2 separate regions of the Canis lupus genome follow, and region 1 is linked to region 2. The links are chromatin contacts, called in public Hi-C maps. All regions are on one chromosome and are shown on one strand. The core of a region is the stretch at or near the end of the contact, and the rest is flanking DNA. Distances in the headings are between cores, read along the strand shown.

Region 1 (4,993 bases), core at 1,095-3,594, 980 kb after region 2:
ACTGGGGAGGGAAAATAAAATAAAATGCAGCTTGTTTTCCTGGAACAATTCAAGCCATATCCAATGCCTGCCAAGTGTAGCTCCTAAGTCTACGTCTGCATTCATCTATTATTTCACCTCTGTGTAGATAAAGTGGTTTTCCTACCCGCTCACTGGCCATTTTCTTTTTAAAATGGGAACTCTTAAATCCCTGGCAATCATTTAGCTGACAGTTTGGATCATAATGTAACAATAACATTAGTGAGCAGTTGTGTGACAGTTCCTGCTTTTAAAGCACTTTACAAATCTGGGCTAATTAGCATGAACGCTAACATGCCAGCTTTTCATGGATTAATATTGCAATTATACTTTGCTTTTTCAATAAAAATGCAGTGATCCCTTTTCTCCAGAAATAGGGAGAAATGAAATGAATAAACTGTCTCTTCAATGGATTCAAACACTACGCAGTTAAAATGTGAGTCAGATACTTTGACTAAATGTTCCTCTAAAAACATTTGTGAAGACTTACAGGTACGGCACCTCTCGCAAATTCTGTTTCAGCATCAATGAGGGAAATAGAGGGACAGAAAATAATGTGGGACAGAAAAGGAATTTGTAAACTCAAGGTAAGTTTCCAACCTTCAAAATACAGTTTCCACTCATTTCTAGATTTAAGCACCTCAAAGAAGTCTGAAAATTATGATTATGATTTACTCTTAAGCCAGATGAGAAAATACCAGTTTACGTAGTATTGCAAAAGACCTTATTCTTTCTGTTGTGAATTAAAATACAATAGATTAAGTATAGAAGGATAAAGACTTGGGTTGGGATCCCACCTCTAGTACTCAGCTATAGAACTGTAATTTTTCTGAATTTTGGTTTCCTCACTTCTAAAACGGAGGCTGGGGTAGGGTGATAATACTTACTTTGCATGATTCTTGGGAGGTCCAAAAGTGATAACACCTTACACAATATCGGGGATATGACAAGTGATCATATTAGCCCTGACCCACCCTCTCTATTTGTAATTAATCTTCCCTTCCTTTCCGCTCTAAAATTAATCTGACATTCATTCAGTTTCAGTTTACAGAAAGCAGGGCATCATAGTGAATGAAAATGTTTGTGTTAGGTATTATAAATAACTAAATTTAAAGGGCCAAGAATAATCATAAAAGTTCATTGTGAAGGGAAGAGTCATATGTTTATACGATCACTTGAAAACTCCTTCGAACATACTATGAAACATACTATGAAAACATGCTATGAAACCTAGAGATATCTCAGTTAAATCTGATCATTTTGTCCTCTGTTCTCTGTGCAAAGTTAGCAAAAAGTGATGTGAGGAGGTATAACAGTAGAAAGGCTGGCTGAGACAGAAGGCTGTCTTGAGCACACTTAAATTGTTTCATTCATTCATTCATTCATCAGTTCAACATTTATTGAGCACCTATGACATGTCAGACACCATACTGAATGTTGCCAGTATGAGGACTAGTACAAGGAATAGCAGCTATAGCTTTTGTACTTTAAGGATTCACAGTCTCGTGCTGGAGCCAGACAAGTGAATGAACAGTTACAATAATGCGAGCGATAAATGCTAGTAGGTGCATACTCAAGGCCAGTATCTAATTTCTTGAGAAGTCATAAATTCTCTGAGAGAAATGGTTTACCTTTTGCAGTTCCTGCCACATGATTTGTAGAGGGTGAGCACTCAGTACAGGATCAAAAGACCCATATTCTGGTCCCAGCTCCGTCTTTGACTAGCTATGCATTCTTTGATGGTCATTGCAGTTTTCTGAGCCTCAGTTTCCTCATCTGTAAAGTGTTGATACCAGTTGATACCAGTCCTCCCTGGGTTATTGTAAACATCACTGGTCATGAGAAAGAATTTTTAATTAATTGTAAAGACCTCTATAAACTAAGTCACATTCTTAAATGTTTTTTTTTTTTTTTGTATTTTAAAATGGAAGTTGTTTAGTACTTCACATAATCGCTGAATCATCCTTTTCCTTAAAGAAAACAAAAAAGAAAGAAAGAAAACCAACAGGTAAGGGTCCTTCATTGGACCCCAAGCAGGTCCAGCTTCATCTTCATTGGACCCCAAGCAGGTCCAGCTTCATCTTTTTAGCAATCCAGGTAGCCATTTACTATTATCCCCATTTTACCAATGAGAGAAGTGAGGAGCCAAGAATTTGCCCCGGAGCACAGCCGCTTCCAAGCCCAGGGTGTGTATCTGAGGACCAAGCCTCAGAGAAGGCCGCGCTCTTTTCCCTGGAGGCCCCGCCCCCCGCCCTGGAGGGGGCTGGACGAGGCTTAAGCCCCGCCCCATGACGCACGCGGCCCCGCCCCCAGGCCTCCACCTCTCGCGGGATCTCTCGGGAGGACGGATGGGGTTAGGTCCCATCATGGCGGCTGAAGAGGCGGATGTGGATATCGAAGGGGACGTGGTGCCAGCCGCGGCACAGCCCGGGTGAGGCGTAGAGACCGGGTCTCGCAGGGACGGGGAGGAGCGCGGGCGCGAAGAGAGTACCCCAGAGAGGCTTGGGGTCCGGCAGGGACCCGGGGAGCGGAAGCCCATCCGCCGGGCCAGGGTGTCCCGGCGGCCGGACCGGCGCCGCGCCCACACGGCCTGGCCTGTAAGCTGCCGCTGAGCCGGGCGGGCGGGGACCCGGGGCTCGTGTCGGACGGCCATTCCCACCTCTGGCCGCGGTATTCGGAGCGCGCCGACCCCGCCTAGCACACTGCACTCTGACCAGCGATTAGATTGCTACTTCCGTGGTGTCCACGCCGGAATCCACCCCGCCCCCCCCCCCCCCCCCCCGTGGACGGCGACCCGACCTAGGGCGGAGCCTCTGCACCGCACCTGAGCCGCGGGATCCCTGTTCCCAGCGCTTGTAAGCCCGGTGACCTTGGCCGTGCCGTTTCTTTGCCTCCCGACGACAGGTTTCCTCCCCGACCTGGGGTTAGTTGTGAAGAACTTCCAGGGAGGCAGGGCCGCACAGCTCTGGGGTCTCCAGCGTGGGCCGGCCTTGCCCGTCCCTTAGCCCCGTGACCTTGGGCCAGACAGGTAACTTGCCGGGGCTTCAGACAGCTAGCTCCTGGGGAAGCTGACAGGCCTGGTGTGTGCCTCCCAGGGTCATTGTGACCTATCGGTAAATGTTTTCCCTTCTTCCCCACCTCCTTACCCTCGCGTGAAGGGTATCGTGAGAACCTAGTGAGGGCCCACGGTTTATTTAATGCAGATTTCCTGCCGAACAGGCCAGTGTGGTTCCAAGCAGCATCCTCCAGCTTGAGAGATCCAGCCCTTTGCTTGCTTTCCAAGTAAGAAATCGATGCATACTATCTTCAAAATGTGCTTGCCCAGCCACCGTTTAGGATTGGAAAGAGGCCTGGACTGGTCAGGAATCACAAGTTCTAAACTGAGCCAGTTTATGTTGCTTATAAAATATCAACAACCAAAAAAAAATAAATAAAATAAATAAAATAAAATAAAAATAAAAAACAACCTCGTTAGAAGTCTGTTAGGTTGACTGAACCATGGGGAATCGCCAGTCTTAGACCATTTTTAGCTTTAAAATAAATGGTAAAATTTCATTCATTCCAACCTCATAGTAGGGCCTCTATAAATTATGGAGAGCAGTACCCGCTCTGCCCCTGGGGGACTAAAGTAGCGGGTGTAAAGTTCTGCTGAACCCTGAAACGGTATAAAAATGTGAGGAGTAATTAAATTCATATGGTCATTCTCTCCCAAACCTTTAGGCAAAGCAGTCCAAAGCTATACTGGTAAATAGGGAACTTTTATTAACAATCATTTTTCAAATAGTGAAAGGGAATAAAGGGGAAAGGAAAGAAAATGAGTGAAAATACCAGTGAAGATGACAGAACATGAGAGACACCTAACTCTGGGAAATGAACGAGGGGTGGTGGAAGGGAAAGTGGGCGGGGGATGGGGTGATTGGGTGACAGGCACTGAGGGGGGCACTTGAGGGGATGAGCACTGGGTGTTATGCTGTATGTTGGCAAATCGAACTCCAATAAAAAATATACAAAAAAAAAAAAACCAATCATTTTTCACATTTGTGTAGATCAAGTTATCAGGTTAGTTTTAGTGCTCTTGCTTGCATGATTTAATTTACTTTTCACAGTAAGTCTGACAAGTAGGCAGGGATACTTACCTGCAGTCCAGAGAAAAGTGAATTGGCCTTGGAATCACAAAAGGTCATCTGAGAGCCGTGGCTCTGCCCCTTTTCCATGGGTTCTTCTTTATTTTTCTGATCATGTTTAATTTTTCTGCCTTCCTTTTTTCTTTCCTTTCTCTTTCTATTATGCTCGAGCCTTAAATCTTCTGGTGACGCTTATGATCATCTTAGACTCACGCAAGCCAGATTACAAAGGGTATTGGTCCCTGACAGTGAGAGCCATTGCCTTACCCAACTCCAAGGAACATCATTAACATTATATTTTGGTGAATGGTGCCCTCTGAAATGTGTTGGTACAGCTAATGATAATATCTGTGGAACCCTTGAGGATTAATTGAAAACACGCTTTTAAGTACTTGCGAAATTCTAGGTACCAAAGTTAAGAGGTGGCACTGAAACCTTGATTTCCCTTTCACTTCTACCTTTCCTCCTCATCTTCCTTTTCTCCTATTTGTCCTTTAAATCAGTGTTCCAAGGGGTTTTGTCATAAGACTTCTCACTCACCACACAGTCCCTAGTTATATCATCTCTCAAGACTTTAATTTCGTTAGGTTGGATCATATAAAGTTTTGTCACTGTTCAACCATTTTTGACCATTAAAAAAAATGGTGATTTCCTAAAGTTCCACCTATTACATACTGATGTTTCCCAAATCTGTCACCAACCCAAAGCTCTCTCTTGAGCTTTAGATCCATTTATCTAATTCTCTGAATCTGTCTGTTCTTGGATGTTCCACAAGCATCTCAATCTCCGCTTATAAACGTTTCCCACTATACCTGCCATCTGCTTCTCCAAGTTCTCTAGTTCAATAAATG
Region 2 (4,826 bases), core at 842-3,341:
TGGGAACAGATAGATTTGGCTGTAGCAGCATCCAAAAGGCAATAATCTGCACAATAACTCCACTTTCTCCACAGTGTTTCAACAGCCTTAGAACTCGAGAAGCAAATAACTTATTACACTGTTGTCATTTGTACCATTTTTGCAGTTTTTAAGGAATTTTGCCTCTCATTGTGAAAATGCACAGCTCTGCCTAGCTCCCCAGCAAAAAAATGGAAAGTTCTTTGATTATTCTCATTATCTGTCCTCCTCAGTCCTTGAACAAAGTAGGAACTCAATAATTACTGGTTCAAAGAATGAATACAGTCACATAATATTTTAAAATACTGCAATACAATTCAAGAAAAATCCTAAACTCTTCCTCCACCTCATATAAGTCAATGACATCATAAAGACTAAGTTTACTACTTAAGTCAGTTGTTTGGAGCAATAAAGTTACAGATTAGGATACGCTCTTTAATTAGTCACTTATTTAAACAAAACACCTCATTAAAAACAATGCTACCTTATTTCATGACAGTCTTAGGATATAGCATCTAAACCCTAATACTTATTTTGAATGAACATACAGATGAATAGTTAGCTAATTGCTTTTAACTCAGAAACCCTACATACTTGCATTATGCTTATAACAAAAGCTATTTACCTCTACACTGTAAAAGCTGCTTTAAATCATGGTTATTTCCAACAGACTTCATACGTGGCCAGAAACCTGCTCTGATTTCTCCCATTCTTTTGCATTACTCCAATTAAGAGACTGCTACAGAATCTCATCAACTAATTACCGCCTCCTGATCCAGTCTGTATACATTCCATTATGCACACACTCCTCTACACACACCAAACAACTAGTTTGGGGATGGGCACCATCAACAGCACCTTGTGGACAGACCATCAAGCAACAACCTTACCAAATGTAGGTTAGAAACCACACCTGAATGCCAGCACTCTGATGGCTGAGCACCTCCAAAAGGTGAGATATCATTTTACTGATAGGAATACTGGGGGCAGATTCTACTCGTCCACCTAACACAAATTAATTATAATATTAAACACGTACAGGGGCATTTGGGTGCCTGAGTAGGTTAAGCCTCAGGGTCTTCACCCCAGGCTCCTGAGTTCAAGGAGCATGGAGCCTACTTTAGGGGAAAAAAAAAAATACTAAGCACGCACAAAGTGCAAGTGAAAATGCCAAGTCTTTTTCTTTACAGAGAATGCTGTCCACCGGAAGGAGAAAATGGGGGCCGGCAAAAAAAAAAAAAAAAAAAGGTAATACGAGCCCCTACCCCCAACATTTATTTTTCTCCAAACAGGAACTATGTAGAAATAACCCTTCTAAATGACTTCTACAAAATCGAATGTCCTGGGATCCTGGAGGAGCTCTCACGATCCAGGCATCAAAACCACCTCTTGGCCACCTGTGTCCAAGCAGAGCAAAGTGGTTTGGCTGGGAGGGGAGTTTCAGCGGCGGGGGGTGGGGGGTGGGGGGGTGGGAGGTGGGAGGGAGGGAGGCTTCGCTCCCCAGGGGCACAAAGATCCATACAGTGAGGCTGATCAGCAGACAGAAGGCGAGAGAGTCGGTGGTCCAGAGGGAGAAAATAGGGCAGCCAAAAGGGGATGGACACCTGGCTCCAGTCACAGCTGTCAGAAGCAGGATCCGCGGGGAGAGGCAAGCCTCCTCCACCCCTATACCTGCAGAGCTCCCTTTACCCCTCCCACGTCTGCAGACACACACACACCTGCCTCGCGCCCCGCAGGTGGCACTCTCGCGGTCAAGGGCGACAGCAGCCGCGAAGGGCAACGCGCCCAGTGTGCGGCGCAGGTGGCCCGGCCGACTCCTCAGGCTCACCTGCGGGCCCCCGCGACCCGGGGCAGCTGGCCTCGGCCGCTCGGCGCCCTTCGCCCCCTCGTACTCACCCAGATGATGAGGCTGTCGCACAGCGGCAGCTCGGTCTGCGGAAGCGGCTGCGTCTCTTCCATGGCCGGGGCCGCCGTCGACCACGCCGCGGACACCGACACCTCCCTCCGCCCCGCGCTCCTCCGGGAGCCGGCGTCGACCACCTGCCCGCCGCCGGCCGGGAAAGCTCCGGAGCCAGGCCCAGCGCCCGCGCGGCTCACGCGCGAAGCCTCGCGCTGCCGACGTCGCCGGCGTAACCCCCTCCTCGCCACCGCCCCGGGCCCCGCCCCGCCCCGGGCCCCGCCCCGGGCCCCGCCCCGGGCCCCGCCCCGCCCCGCGGAGGGCCCCCTCCCCGGCCAGGCGCCCCCGCGCGGCTCCGCACCTGGGCCCCGCCCCCCGGCCCCGGCCCCGCCCCTCCGGCCCCGGCCCCGCCCCCGGCCCCGCCTCCGGCCCTCTCCCGCGCACCTCTCCCCGCCGCGCTGAGTGACCGCAGCGCGCACCAGTCACAAAGAAAGTAGGTGCCCGAGAGGGGCGTGCGGGCGGGAGGGGGCGGGAAGAGCGGGGATGGGTTGCGCAGAAGGGGTTGCTGATTGGACGCAGCCTCCGGGCTCCGACCAATCAGCGGGAGACAAGACAGCCTCCGGGAGGGAGCGCGGGAGCGTGGGGAGGGGTTTGTGACCTGGCAGGTGCGGGGAGGCCGGCGGCCGGCAGCGCGCGTGCGCGGCGGGGCGAGGGAGCTGCTGGAGCTCGCGCAGCCCCAGGCGCAGAAGAGGCCGCGGGGCCGCTGGCGCCGGCCTCCTCCCGCCTCCTTTCTCGCCGTGGGGCCGCTCCTACCTGTGGACACCCACACGCTGATGCCCTCCTGCCCTCCGGAATAGCTCTTACCCCCAGAATAAACACCACTCGCGATAGGGAGTGGATAGCTGGTTTTCTCCTGGGAGCTCACCGGCAAAGAACATTTTAATTTGCAGACGTGGCAAAGAAATGTTTGTTCTTTAAGGGGGGGGGGGGGGGGGAAATACCGTGAAGCTGCTTAAATTAAATAGGCTGTCACAAGATCACAAGCCACGGGCAATTTTATTTTAAATAGGGCAAAAGGGAAGACCTTTTTTTTTTTTTTTTCTTTTTCAGGTAGGAAAATGGAAAATGAAATCATCTTTTAGTTTTCAAGAATCATGGAAGATAAGAGTGTAAATAAAATGCTTCCCGACTTTCCTTTGGCGGTTGCAAACCTGTCTTTTCTGAGACAGGAATGTGAGGGAGGGTATGGCTTAAGTTGGAAGCTCTCCAAGGTACTGATGTCTGGCTTAGGCTGTTGAAATGGGTTGGGATATTCTTATTCGCGCTGTTGATTTCCATCACTTCACTCATTCATAAACTCATCAGTTCATGTGCTGTGTAAAAGTGCAGCTGGCTCATTTATATTGCCACGTCTTTATATTTAGACATTGAAAGTTTAAAACTGATGGATGACTGCAATTAAAAGCCCTCAAATGTAAATCAGTCTCATTCTAAATTTATAGTCCTTGCATTTGCTATCAAGTCTCTTAAGATTATCTCAGAACTTTCTTACCCTATGTGGAGTCATTTTCTATTTCTGGACACTAGCAACATCAGTAAAGTGACTTAAGGAAAAGGAAAAGATCTAGGAATGGAAGACCTGGTCTGAGTCTTGACTTGACTCCCCATTGGCTATTGACGGCTTTCTCCTGTGTGATCCCAACGTCCCCATTTCTACCGTGATGCTAATGACACCAACCTGCCCGGTCTCCCTCACAGGGACAAAACTGATGATGGATGTGGAAGAGTTGAATGTACTGAATACTCCTTTGTAAATATGAGTTACTATGATCATATGCTTATCACTAAGAGTCACAAGTGATTGAATTACTAGGGGCAACTGAGTTATCCTTCTGAGCTCTTTAGAAGCAGAGAACAGATTCTCGGGGATGGATGCTCAGTCTTCATGATACTAGGTCTAATGGAAAAATATGTGAAGGACATGATTGATGAATTCAAATAAGAAAAAACAAATAATTCAAGCAAATATGAAACAGAAAAATGCAAAACATGGATCATTGAAAAAAACAACAAAAAATAATATTGAGAAGAGTGAAGTGCACTTTTATTCAGCACAAAGCTGAATGAAACATTTTAGAATAATTTTTCTGATTTTCTATCCATATGTATCAAGAAACTTTAAAATATCCGTACTATTTAAACCCATGATTCTATAATTCCACTTCTGGTCACGAATTCTCCTGAAATAATGAGAAATGTAGCCAGAGGTTAGAAACAATGTTATGTATTGCAATCCTGTATATAATGATCAATACACATTACAATAAGCAGAAAAGGTTAACTACATTATAGCCAATTTATAAGATAAAATATTTGGCAACTAATAAAAAAATGCTTTGGAGAATATTTAATACAAATTCTTCATGATACTAAATTAAATTATATTAAAATTTCATTAAATTAAAAATTCAGATATAAAAGTAAAAGCCATATGATCTCAACATTATAAATATTAATTTATTTAACATGCGCACAGTAAGAAGACAAAAAAAGGAATATTCATCAAACTCATGTTTATCTATGGGTTAAGGGATTATTTTCTGTAATCTATATTTTTCAACCTGCAATTAGTTTGTATACTTTATAATCAGAAATATATATATTTAAAAAATGCCTAATACAATATAGTCTTTTATTTTCCAACTGTTGACATTCATTTCTAAAAGTTGGCATCTATATTTGGAGCACTGAATAAAGCTTATTTTTAAACACTGCTTGTGGTGTTGTAAATTGAAATAATCTTTCCGAAAATTTTTGACAATATATATCAAGAATCTTTAAAATGCTCAAAGCCTTTAAATCAATAGTTTCACTTCCAGAATCTATTCTAAGAAAATAATCAGATGCCAAA

What was found. Hi-C and Micro-C count contacts between places; a contact is called where the count stands out from the background.
Region 1: a contact with region 2 is called in a Hi-C map of blood, with 5 times the contacts expected there. The contact joins the promoter of MYSM1 here to the promoter of HOOK1 in region 2. A contact is called at or near these places in 2 of 9 Hi-C or Micro-C datasets (both in blood).

The regions. Positions count from the first base shown.
Region 1 is chr5:51,393,020-51,398,012 of UU_Cfam_GSD_1.0, forward strand. MYSM1 (histone H2A deubiquitinase MYSM1) reads left to right here and starts at 2,345. Exons shown (of 21, transcript XM_038537395.1): 1 at 2,345-2,449. The coding sequence starts at 2,367. LOC102155678 (a long non-coding RNA gene) reads right to left here and starts at 3,104. Exons shown (of 5, transcript XR_005359705.1): 1 at 2,843-3,104; 2 at 1,650-1,850.
Region 2 is chr5:50,417,815-50,422,640 of UU_Cfam_GSD_1.0, forward strand. HOOK1 (protein Hook homolog 1) reads right to left here and starts at 2,092. Exons shown (of 23, transcript XM_038537367.1): 1 at 1,915-2,092. The coding sequence starts at 1,977.